2 separate regions of the Sus scrofa genome follow, and region 1 is linked to region 2. The links are chromatin contacts, called in public HiChIP or PLAC-seq maps. All regions are on one chromosome and are shown on one strand. Each heading gives the region's core, a stretch centred on a gene start, on an enhancer-like site or on the middle of the called end of the contact. The rest is flanking DNA. Distances are from core to core; before and after follow the strand shown.

Region 1 (6,355 bases), core at 2,559-5,058, 390 kb before region 2:
CAGGAAATTGCAGGCTGCTAACCAGGGAGCATCGGGAGGCATGGCCTGTGGGGTAGCAGCAATCAGTCTGTGGATGGATCCGGCCAAAATCAAATAAGAGCGACCAGTACACCAGGAGCAACGAGATGGAGACCAGATGTTTCCGTGATGAAGCCAAATATTCATCTACAACAGTCCCAAAGACCCATAATGGCCCAAGATTTACAAGACATACCATAGTTACCTGTTTCCAACACTGCCCAAATATGCCTGGCTCTTCCAGAAATTATGCTTATCAATAGGCTACAGTGACTTCAACAATAAAGACTCATAAGAAGTATTAATAATGCAGCAAATGACAAAAACGGAAGAAATCACCTGGAATACCTGTTAATGAGAAAATCGAGCAACGGGTCAAATATCTACTAAGAATTACCACTTGATATCATAACCAGGCTGCCAACAGGGTGGTTTTGGGTTTTTTCCCAATTGCTTCAACCTTTTAAAGATCTTACAAAGTTGAATTATCCAAGTAAAAATATGAGTAGCCCAAGCAGAATGTAAACACCTCAGAGATCCTTGCCACTTCACTGTAACTCACTGAAAACCAAGGTGAGGCTCAGATTCCCCACTCTTCCTCTGGTATCTGCCTCAAACAGCAGGATGTCCACACAGAAGGATATTTTCTTTCTACTTGTTATATTCTTTTTGGTGAACATTATAAGTTGCCAGGCAAATATTTTTTAAAATCTCTGTATTTTATCTACATTTACATACCACATTCATAAAGAAGGTCCTTCTGGATTCTTTCCAGAAATGACTGGAGAGGATTCAGGTTTTGCTGAGCTTTAGAACAAATTTTTGTCTCAAGGGGAAATTTCTTGGGGTATAAAAATAGAGAAAGCAGTCAGCTATAGCCCTCAGGCAACACCGCCTGGGCTTGATACATGTTTGTGAGGCCATGTACTTGCCAAGCAATGACAGCACTGAAGAAGTGACTGTCATTCTCTGCATGTACTGTCTCTCACCTGTCATTCCCATACCTAAAGAGAAGGACAGGGAGCAGGGTGGCTTCAGCATCACCTGGAGCTTGATAGAAACATAAATTCTCAGGCTACAAGCCAGATTTACTGAATCACAGACCCCGGGAATAGAGATTTTCAGGGAATTTTTCATTTCCCTAGTAGGGACACATAGTAAGCCTCTCACACTATTTTGGTTTTTTTGTTTGTTTGGTTTTTGGTTTTTCGGCCCACGCCTAAGGCATGTGGAAATTTCCAGGCCAGGGATCAAACCCACACGCCACAGCAGCAGCCTGAGCTGCTGCAGTGTAGTGCCAGATCCTTACCCCACTGCACCACAAGGGAACTCCTCTCACATTACTTTGCATAGGAACAAAGATGAACTAATTATCCTCTATGCTTTGGAAACCTTTCAGAGTTTCAGCCTCATGCCAGTTGAAAATGAACATAATTAGGAACACCTAAAAATCAGTTGAAGAGTTTGAGCTGGTTGAATTTCATTACAACGTTTTCTTTTTCTTTTTCTTTTCTTTTTTTTTTTTTTTTTTTTTTTTTTGGTCTTTTTGTCCTTTTTTTTAGGGCTGCAACCGAGGCACACAGAGTTTCCTAGGCTTGGGGTATGATGGGAGCTTTAGCTGTCAGCCTATGCCAGTGCCACAGCAACGCAGGATGAGAGCCTCGTCTGCGACCTGCACCACAGCTCAAGGCAACACCAGATCCTTAACCCACTGAGCAAGGCCAGGGATAGAACCCTCAATCTCATGGTTCCTAGGTGGATCCATTTCCTCTGGGCCCTGAAGGGAACTCCACAATTTTTTCCATAAACAAACAAAACCAATGGGCTAAAGTTTGATTTTTCAGTAGAGCTGAAAATACCATGTAAGGATGTAGAAGAAACATTTTTCTAAATAAATTGGGTAGAGCATGGCCAATTGTTTCTCTCGGATACCAAATGTATCATATCTTAAATATAAGAAAATGAATAATGGAACACTGTCCCAGTGCTTTTGTAAGATGAAAAAAAAATTGCCTATAGATACTTCAAGCCCCTATGCCTTTGTTTTTCTTTTCTTTTTTTTTTTAATTTTATTGGAGAATAGTTGCTTTACAATGTTGTGTTGGTTTCAGGCATACAGTGAAGTGATTCAGCTATTTATTTTCATTCTTTTTCAGATTCTTTCCCCATATAGGTTATTATAGAATATTGACTGGAGTTCCTTGTGCTGTATAGTAGGTCCTTGCTGTTATCTGTCTTAGAGTTGTGTGTATATGTTAATCCCAAACTCCTAATTTATCCCTCCCCCCTTGCCTTTGTTTTTCTTAAGAAATATAAGGCCAATTATAATTATTTTCCTCTTTGTTGAGTCTTATTTTAATAAAAGCTGAAATCCATAATTTATTTTCCTCGACAGAAAAAAAGAGAGAGCATGAGGTAAAGTTTTTAAAAATGAGCAGAGAAAAAGAGAGGCTTGGCCTAGATGAGCCAAATCTATTATAAACACCTCTTCTCAAATTTTTCATTGAAAAAGGGGGAGAGGATGTTGGTATCTTCATCCATATAAACTGATGGCAAAGAGAAAGGGCAACCGCCCTGCAATAACAGCCAACTCTGTGTTTATCCCAGTGCAGGAGATGTGACAGCTTGTCCTGACTTTAAAGATAAAGCAACTGAAGACATCTGCCATGGTCCCACAGAAGTGAATTTGAAAGATTGAAAATACAGGTGTGTTTGGCTACAAAACCCAAGCTCTCTGAACTATAGCAAAGCTGGGTTCTTTGCGGGGATGGTAGTTTAAGAGAAAAAGAATAATAAATTACTGCAGAAATTTTGACCCCATCTTTGTCCCTTCTCACCTCTCAAAAATGCCTACTAAAGGGCCTCTCTAGCCAGTATACCATTCACTCACTCATCAAGTCCCTCACATGCGCCAGGTCTGTGCTGCTCAGACATAACACCTCCTACAAGGTAGGTGTGCAGCAGGTGTGACCAGTGGTTTTACTCTTACCTCCCTTTGAGGTTCCATTAACACGTATCCAGCTTCCCATACACGTAACTTAACCAGCCTTCATAGACGTGACTCCATTTCCCAAAGGACTGAGCCAAGAAAGCAGTGGTGCCAAGATGCCAAAAGAAGGCCAACCCGGCGCCTTCCAACATGTCCATTCAGTAGTTTTAACCTGACACGTCCGTCCACATACTCATCTCGTCACCGTCCACGGTGACCAGCCACTGTCTTGGCCGCTGGGAACATGTCCCGGGAGGGGCCCCGGGGCGGCCCAGTAGTCAAGCCACCTTTATGCCCAGAAGTCGAGCTTGCAAACCCAACCCAGAAGCCGAGTTGAACCTTGAACTCAGCGCGAAAAGCTCGCGGTGCCTGGGTGGCTTAACTCCCTGAAGGCCGGCCCTGGACCCGGGGACACCCCCCCACCCCGCGAAGGGCTTCGATGGCAGGCCCCGAGGCATCGCGCGTCCCCTCCACCCCAGCGCCCGCCGTCCTTCTGCCACATCCCTCGCGGACCGGCGGCCAGAGCCACCTGCGCCTCCCCAGTCCTGCCGGGTAACACAAGGTGATGGGCAGAGGGATTAGTGGGCACCGGGCCGCGGCTCCCGCAAGCCTGGCACAAAGGCGGGCGTCGGGAAGAGGAAAACTTCCCGCACCTGGGTCCCGCGGCCTCCCGCTCCGGGCCTCCGCCGCCGGAGGGCACTTACTGTCGGTCGCCATGGTCCGGCGGAGGGCTGCCGGGCTGCCGCCGGCGCCTGGGATACCGGCGCCCAACCGGGCCGGCGCGCTCCTCGCCAGGCCCCGCGCGCTCGGGGGCCGCGCCGCGCACAGCCCCTCCCGCCGCGCGCCCCCGCAGCGCCGCCGCCACTGGCCCAGCTGCCCTGCCCACGCTGCGAGCGCCCAGCCCCGCGGGCAGAGCGGCCCAAGACCCCGCGCCCCGCGGCTGACCCTCTCCTCTCCGCCCCTCCCGTAGACCGTGAATGCAGCCGCTGGGAAAAACGCTCTTGGCCACGCTCCTTTTCCACTCTCTTCTGTGCTACGTCCCTGTTTTTGTCTCACCTTTTCCAGGGTCCTCATCCCTGCTTCGACCTTCGTGCCTGCGGTTTGGGACCTAGAGTCGGTGGGTCCCAGCCGCTGGAAGGAGCAAAGCAGGAAGAGTTGAGAGTGGGAGGTGACGCTCAGCCAGGTGCAGGACATTAATCTCCAGGCGCCAAGAGAACTCCTGGGAAAACTGCCCAACAGCATCCTGGTAGCTTCCAGCGGTCTTGTGCTCGCTGGTGTTTGGTCTCCGATGTGAAACGAGTGTCTGACACACAGTAGGGTCTCAGTAAATATCTGTTGAGGTGAGGATGGATGGCTATATAACAGAGGCCCATGGGTATATATGAATGATTGAATAAATGTCCAACTAACTGGATGCGGGGGCATGAGTAACTGATTGACAACGGAGCCAAACCCAGCTTTACAGCTGACTGTGAGTGGACTCTTGAGTAAGCAGATGAGCCTAAAGGAGTGAGCCAGTGAATGAATTCCGCGCCTCACAGGCCCTTCCTGATTCAGGAGGGCTCTGAGCTGAAACCACCCGTGAGAGTTGTATTTATGGTCTTGAAGTCCAGGATCCTATTTCTGATGGACTCTCGGTATGTGAGATCCCCATATCCATTATGTAAAGAATCAAATAACTCAAACATAAAGCATAGGACAGCGATTTCCTTCTTATAGACATATCTGTTTGATGCATTTGGGGAAGCACCCTCAGCACCATCAGTAGGGATCCTCCCATCCCCGGGCTAGGCTTAAGAAGACACTGGAGTAAGGAGAGGCAGACCAGGAAGCAAGCAGGGGACAGGCCAGACATCCTCTCTGATCACTGTGGAGTACAGATGAGGGAGACACTGATATTCTGCTTGGCCTCCATCCACATCCAGAGCCAGGATATCTGCAGTGGGGTGAGGAGCATTGTGTTGTGTTTGATTCTGTGTGTTTCACACAGGTGATTCTGAAGCATGCTTCTACTTAACCATATTTGACTTTCATACCATCCATCTGCGGTCAGCTCGAAAGCAAAAAGGGAAATAGATTAGATGGAGAACAGTAGTAAAAAGAGGATTCAAGGTGAACCCGGAGTTTTGACCCTGTGGGAGGTTCACAAATCAGGAGTTTAAGCTGGTTTGAGGAGGAAGATGGTGATTTGGGCCTGGACTCATTTGAAAGGTCGATAGAACATTTGTAAGGTTGCTTAATTTTTTTTTGCTTTGTTTTTTAGGGCTGCACCTTCGGCATATGGAGGTTCCCAGACTAGTGGTCAAATCGGAGTTACAGCTGCCAGGCTACGCCACAGCCACAGCAACACCAGATCCAAGCCACATCTGTGACCTACACCACAGCTCACGGCAACACTTGATCCTTAACCCGAGCAAGGATAGGATTGAACCTACATCCTCATAGATCCTAGTCGGGTTCATTAACCACTGAGCCACAAAGGGAACACCAGCTTCTTTATTCATTAATTCAACCTACTTGTCTCATTCAGAAAGGAAAAATCATAAAGTACAGGTTTAATAATCATTTTCTGAAGGACTGATCAGTTTGAAAGCATGTTTATTAACCTGGAGCCAGATGTCAGATGACAAGGGGTTAAGTAATAAGTACATCTTCCAAGCGGAGCAGCCCTCGGTGTAGATAATTCTCTCCAAAAGTTTGGCGGTACAGGGAATGAGAAATTGAGAAAGCGAGCAGGGGTGAAGTGAGACTGGTTTTTTGGTTTTATTTTTTAAGATAGAGGACTATTTGGAAGGAAATATATTTCTGTCCATATATTCAAATATATGTAAAAGGAATAAGTTCACTCTTAAGTTAACTTACTGGCCCAAGTCTGTATTCCACCTATTGTGAGGAAGCTTGATTTACGTCAGTTGGGAGTGAAGTCCATCAATTCAGAGGCAATTCAGAGGCTTCCCTCCCCACTTTTCATGGAGGTTGTATCCATGTTTGGAGGAAAGTTTTGGATAGCGTCGCAGATGTGAAAAGGTATCTGAGAATCAACAATACTTCAATAAAACTTTCAAAAATGAAAAAAAAAAAAAAAAAAGGGACGTCTGGCCCTCAGGTACCACCTCCTCCCTGTGAGGGACCATTTGTCTGGATTTCAGAGCTCATCAGATCTCCCTGATCCGGAACATGCCCCAGTTATCCGTCCATGACTGTGGCAGCCACTGCTTGGTCCTCTCACCCACACCCAAAGCCTCTCTGGGTTGGTCTTTTTCTCCTTGAATTTCCCCATTGATCTTGAGGGGAAGGAGGGCCAGGTGGCCATGCCATTCTGGGTAAACATGTAAATCTGGGCAGGAG
Region 2 (6,184 bases), core at 405-2,904:
TGATGTAAGGATTGTATGCAGTAAATAATAGATGTCAGAGGTTTCTGACAGTGACACACAACCATTTAGCTACTCAATATGCAATTATTTCTCTCCTGGCTGAAAACCACCACCAAACAGAAGAGTATTGCAGTGGATTCCTATTGCTGAACGCTGAGGCTGTGTCCAATATTTTCCTACTGTAACGAGCGCAATGAAAATTAAACATCTTTATGCATAACCTTTATTCACTCTTTACATTGTTTTCTACAGCTAGATTATCAGAAATAAAATCAACAGATCCAAGGCTAGAAAGCATTTTTGTAAGTCATGATCCAGACTATCAAATCATTTACAAACTATTAGGATCGGCAATGCTCTCAGAAATTTATGAGGATGCCAACATCATGATATACTTGCAGGTTGCATGTATTATCATGAAAAGATCAGGGGCAATAATTGATGGGCTCAAAATCCTATGTAGCAAACTTGATAAATTATCTGTTGTTTGAAATTTGCTTATCTTTTTGTTTTGGCCAAGAACAAAAGGAGCTCCCAAACTCTATTTTGTGGGGTGTGTCTGGGTGGGGTCTGTGCTGGCCCCTGGGGACATCTGTCTTTGGGGTGGGGAAGGAGGCGGTCATCAAAGCACCCGGCCCATACTAGCTTTTGAACAGTGCTGCACGTGCAACAACACCACATCTGCATTCTCGCCTCTGGTCCTCACCGCAATCCTGCTTTCATCTCAACCATAGAACCTGAAGGCTCAGAGGAATTTTAAGGTAGTCACGAGCCATTAGGACAGAAGAAAACAGAGCTGGAAGGAATCAGGTCTTCCATTTCCAAGGGATAAGCTGTCTCCCTATCAGGGGGTTGGAGGGGAGCCAGGGCAGATAGGAGGTGCTTTAGTAGATGGACAATCAACAAGCTTTAGTAGATGGACAATCAACAAGCTAAGTGTTGCGGGAGACGGCAAGTGGATGGAGCCGGCCTCCACAGTCAGCCTGACCCAGAGATGAACCTTGTCTCCACCACTCACAGCCCGAGGGACCCTCAGCAAGTTGCTCCCTTTCTCTGGCCTGAAAGACACCCACTCCATGTGGGGGCTGGGCTGCAAGAGGAGGGCTGCTTCTACAAGCATTTTCACGAAGAAGTGATAACGTTGCAGACAGCTGGGGAGTGACCCCCACACCTCCCTCAGCTCACCTCTAATTCTGCTCGGGAGACTGTCACAGTTCAGCATTACACGCTTATTAGCATCTCATTTCAGAGGTCAGGGCCTGTCAAACCCAGGAGCTAAAAAGTAGAACCTTACCCTCTGTAATTTCTCATGATCACTCATGTTTGCTGTTCTTGAGAGTTAGTTTTTCAATAGCAAATGAGGATAGTGACTGAGGATTTCTGACAGATGGACAGATGCAGAGAGCAAAGGCCATCCTTGCTAGTGGAGCCTGATACTCGCAAATCCAAGAGAAAACTTCAACTACAGCAAAATGAAAATTACATATCTCTATCTCAGCAGGAGAAAAATGCCTTTGGTTCCCAGCACTTGGTTTATCATCTAGATTTAGGGCAAGTGGAAATTCCTTTTATCCTTTGCTTTGGAGACCTCTAGTGCAAAGCACAAATTTTAAACTCCAAAGGCAGCTCCTTTCTCTCCCGGGAGAAGAAATAAAAATCACCTTGCGGTAATGACTGCCACCTTGTGGCCATACATAAAACTGTCACGGGGGAAAAATGGCCAGTGTTGTTTAAAGGCTTCACCTGCGAAACAGTGGAAATCCCACATGGACACTAACATTGAGGGATATTATATACTTCAGGTTGCTCTTGAAAATTCTGCAATATATATGCTATAGTCACTGATTTTCCAATATGTCCCAGGTTAATTTCTTTTCCACTAATTGTTCTTAAGATCTCAGTCTGCTGTTCTAGCATCACGAGGACTTCCTTTAGTAGGTAAAAGTCCCCTGGACTTGAGTAGGATACAGTTCTTTATTTGTTCATTACAGTAACTTGAAACAGCCATGTCAGTCAAGGTCTGACTCAAAGGTTATCAGCCAGTTACTATCGTCTGACCAAAGTCATAGGAAACCATCTGTTTTTTGGTGCAGCCCTGGGAAGATGACCTGAGTGTGGCCCTGCCTGACCCATGGACTGGGGAGGTGAGCTTGAAGCCCAGTACCACCCACCAGTGTTCCTTCTTTCTAAGCATGTTCCTGAGCCCAGAGCCGCCACCTCACTATTCTCTGAGCAAACAATTTGTGAGGGCAGAGGAAAGGCTTTAGGGGAACAGAGTACAGAGCATGGCAAGTAGCGTTTGGGTGGTACTCCGGGTAGCAGGGGAGGATGGACAAAACTGGAGTTCTGAAGAATCATGGGACTTGGGGATAGGAAGCAGAGATTCCAGGGCAGAGCAGCAGGGCTCCTGGAGCCACTGAAGACTCTGGTGAGGAGGGTATGGCCTCAAGGAGCCCAGACCATGAGGGGCGGGAAGAAGGAGTGCCCCAGAAGCTATTAGCTGAAGCCCCGGCTCCTCAGGATATACTTGGACTGCCTGGAAGTACATGCCATGTGTCCCTCTTCACACTTCCTCCCTGTTCCCAGCTTCCAGCTTTCCCTGCTCCATCCATTCTCCAGGCTGCACATGTGACTGTGTCAACATACATGGCCCTTAAACATATGTGAAAGCTCAGCATCACTCACTGTCAGAGAAATGCCAATCAGAACTCTAAAGACACTTTTTTTCAAAACCTCTCCAACCATCAAAATGACAAGTAGCCTGCCACGATAGGAGGGTGGGGGAAATAAGCTTTCTCTCACGTGGTTTGGGAGTGAGAATTTAGAAATACAGCAAGCAGGTGGGAAGAGCTTGGGCTCAGTATTCAGATGGACTAGCCTGAAAACCTCTGCCACTTGGAAGCTAGATGTCTTCCTGCCTCAGTTTGCTCATCTGTAAAATGGGAGGGATGCTAATAGAACATACTTCATAGGATTACTGTAAGGATTGCTGAGATAATACCCATAAAGCACTTGGAACGGTACATAAGTGATAACATGTTAGCTATCTCTAACCGCAGTGAGGTAAGATATAATTTTGACTCCATCAAAATTATAAATGCATCTACTGCTGACCAAGCAAGACCACTTCTAGTAGAGTATCACATAGAAATCACAGTACAAGTACGTAAAGATAAAGTATAAGTGGACTCACTAAAACTTGGATTGAAAAAAAGTATAACCTAAATATTCAGCAATAGGAAACAGTTAAATGAAATGCATCACATTCTTAAAATAGGATACTATGCAGCCATTGGCAAATGAGACAGCCAGGTATGTACAAAGAGGAAACAATCTCAAGATATGTTATTACAGTCTTCAAAAAAATGAGGTGAATGGACATGAAAAGTGCAACATGGCAACTAGAGTTGATAACACAGCACTGCGTATGTGAAAGTTGCTAAGATAGTAGCTCTTAGAGGTTCTCATCACAAGAACAAAAACACTGTAACTATGTATGATGACGGATGTTAACAGACTTATTGTGGTGGTCATTTTATCACATATAGAAAGAGCAAGTCTTTATTTATTTATTTATTTATTTATTTATTGTCTTTTTTAGGGCCACACCCACGGCACATGGAAGTTCCCAGGCTAGGTATTGAATCAGAGCTACGCCACAGCCACGGCAATGCCGGATCCGAGCCGCATCTGTGACCTACACCACAGTTTATGGCAATGTGGATCCTTAACCTACTGAGTGAGGCCAGGGATTGAACCCATGTCCTCACGGATACTCACGGAACTCAGGTTCATTACCACTGAGCCACAATGGGAACTCAGCAAATCATTACTTTGTATAGCTGAAATTAATATAGTGTTACTTATCAACTATAGCTTAATTTTTTAAATTGTATACATTTTGCAAGCTACATTATAGAGATTTATTCCCTCAATAAAACTATTTTGGACTTTTTCTCTTAAAAAGAGGGGGGTGTACAGAATAGTGGCCAAATATATACTACCCTTTATGTGTGTTTTCTAAAATAAATATGGATGAACAAAATGTGTAGGTTTTTATGTGCAAAAAAAAATCTGTGAAAGGCTACACTGGAAACTAGTAATAATTGTTTCTTTCAAGAAAGGATATGAAGGTGTTTCTCATGGCCTAACAGTTAAGGACTCAGCATTGCCACTGCTGAAAAAGGAAATGGATACTTGGAGGATGCTTGTAATACCTATTGCAAAAATGTAGTTTTTTATACTTTAAAAATTCAATCTGATTATTCCTCTGCTTGAATGTCTTCTGTTCATCCTTAGGGACTAAAATCCAAGCTCCTTTAACAGGGCCTATGAAGCTCTCACAGACTGATCCTTACCTGGCCCACTTCTGCTATCTTGCTTCTCACCAGGCCCCTTCTTGACCTCACCTTTTATGCTCATGAGCTTTAATCACAGCCCCTGCTCCCATTTACCAGTAGCCACAGGCCTGAGCTATTTACCCTGTACTCCATGGCCTCTTTCATTCTCTTTGCCTGATGAATTCTAACTGGGCCCTCCAGCCCTAGCACAGCTGTCACTCTCCCAAGAAATGCACTGCAGCATCAATGGACCAGGAGGGAAGCCTTCATCCCGCTCCCACCACACCCTTTACTTCCCTTATGGTGGCACAGGGGAAGGGCAGGTCCCGAATTCTCCTTTTCAGAATGCCTTTGACAGCAAGTTAAGTCATATCTGTGGCAGACCCTCTTGGTGCCTTTATGGGTGCCTCTTCCCTCTCCATTGAAAGGAGAAGCCCAGGTCTGAGCCCAGTGCTAAATGAGGAGCCAGGCGCTCTGTCTGGAGGGAGGACTCAAGGTTGGCAGGAGCCAGTCACAGTGAAGCAGCTTATCTTGGCAAGGTATTGGCTTTTCCAGGCTCCCTCTCAGCTAATGGTGAGCCTGTAATTCAAGTCTTTCCCTGATATAAGGAAAGTAGCCTGTGAAGTCCTTCTGCCTCTGTCCCCTGTGCTTCCTGCTTTGGGTGCTGTTGTATGAGGTGTGACATTTAGGTCCATGGCAAATACCATGAGACCCCCAAGGGGAAGAGATGCCTCATATCACTAAGCAACCAACCCAACCCTTACACTGCTACTGTCAGACTTCTCAAGAAAAAAGTCTGAGCTAATGAACTAAACTCACCCTTTCTGTTTATTGTGTCAACCACTATCAGTCACATATTCTGTTAACTGCAGCCAAAAAGCATTCCTACATGCACACTGTGATGGGACAGCCAGACTAGAATCCCAGGATCAGTCCACAGAAGCCAGCAAAGGTCCCCGACTGAGGCCAGGAGCAATGCCTGGGGACATTACAAATCAAGGTGCCCTCTCTGGGCCTACCCTGGTCTGAACTCTTTCCCCTGGGTCAGAATGAGTTCAGCTTTTAGGAAATGAAGCCAAGGCCAAGGTCAGCAAGATAAAGGCCCATGACCGTTACTGTATTCTTAGACTTCTGTGACTTTCTCTCTGTTAGAGAAGACTTATGTATAAAGACCTTTTCCACCTTAGGACACACAAGCCTCAAAGTGATCCTTCTTCAGGACAGCATGAAAGGAAATGGTGAGTTCATTGGTTCTGGTCATCAGAAGTCACTGGATACTTCAAATGAACCCACCCTGGAAGCCATACCCCAAAGTTTCTGATACTCTATGAAACCTTTCACATCTGGTGGTCCCAACTTTTGAAGAAAGGAGGCCATTAAGGTGGTGAGTGTGAGTCCTACTTACAGGGCTCTGAAAGCAGCAGAACAACTGGGTGAGGAAAGGGTGATTGCGGGCCAAGGACAGGATCCTTTTCTCTGTCATCGTGCACTCCACGTCGTCATCCTGCAGGATAACGTCCTTCTTTAGCACCTTGACGGCATAGAGGTCTCCTGTTTCTTTTATTCTTGCGAGCATCACCTAAGGCAAATCAGGAGAAGGGAGCGTAAACATGAGAACTCTTGCAGCGCTTAGGGTGTGAGCTTGCATGGGACAGAAAGGGAAATGGGTGTGTGTACACATACACGCACATGCCAACAATACACATAAAGTATGCTTCCTCTAACCCAATGAGTTGAAGCCAAGACTCACCTTCCCAAAGCTGCCCTTCCCCAACACTCGGATGAATTCAAAGTTGTCAATCCCAAGTCGGTTGGAAGAATTAACCCCAATGCCATTTCCTTCT

What was found. HiChIP or PLAC-seq counts read pairs in DNA pulled down with a chosen protein or histone mark.
Region 1: an H3K27ac HiChIP or PLAC-seq map of alveolar macrophages shows a contact between it and region 2. The contact joins the promoter of SYT16 here to the enhancer-like site in region 2. A contact is called at or near these places in 12 of 47 Hi-C or Micro-C datasets (blood, embryonic fibroblasts, fibroblasts and 5 more) and 2 of 2 datasets of contacts at active chromatin or transcription factors (alveolar macrophages and skeletal muscle).

What each region holds. Positions count from the first base shown.
Region 1 is chr1:190,733,350-190,739,704 of Sscrofa11.1, reverse strand. SYT16 (synaptotagmin-16) reads right to left here and starts at 3,808. Exons shown (of 10, transcript XM_021062549.1): 1 at 3,712-3,808. The coding sequence starts at 3,724.
Region 2 is chr1:190,342,526-190,348,709 of Sscrofa11.1, reverse strand. PRKCH (protein kinase C eta type) reads right to left here. Exons shown (of 14, transcript XM_021062478.1): 8 at 6,091-6,184; 9 at 5,746-5,919. Among named protein-coding and RNA genes, the nearest start is that of PRKCH, 140 kb to the right of the region's middle. Within about 2 kb of position 1,654, at least 10 of the 83 cell types and tissues checked have an H3K27ac peak or open chromatin away from gene starts, as enhancers often do. A contact at or near this core is called in alveolar macrophages, omental adipose tissue and retroperitoneal adipose tissue, where this site is marked.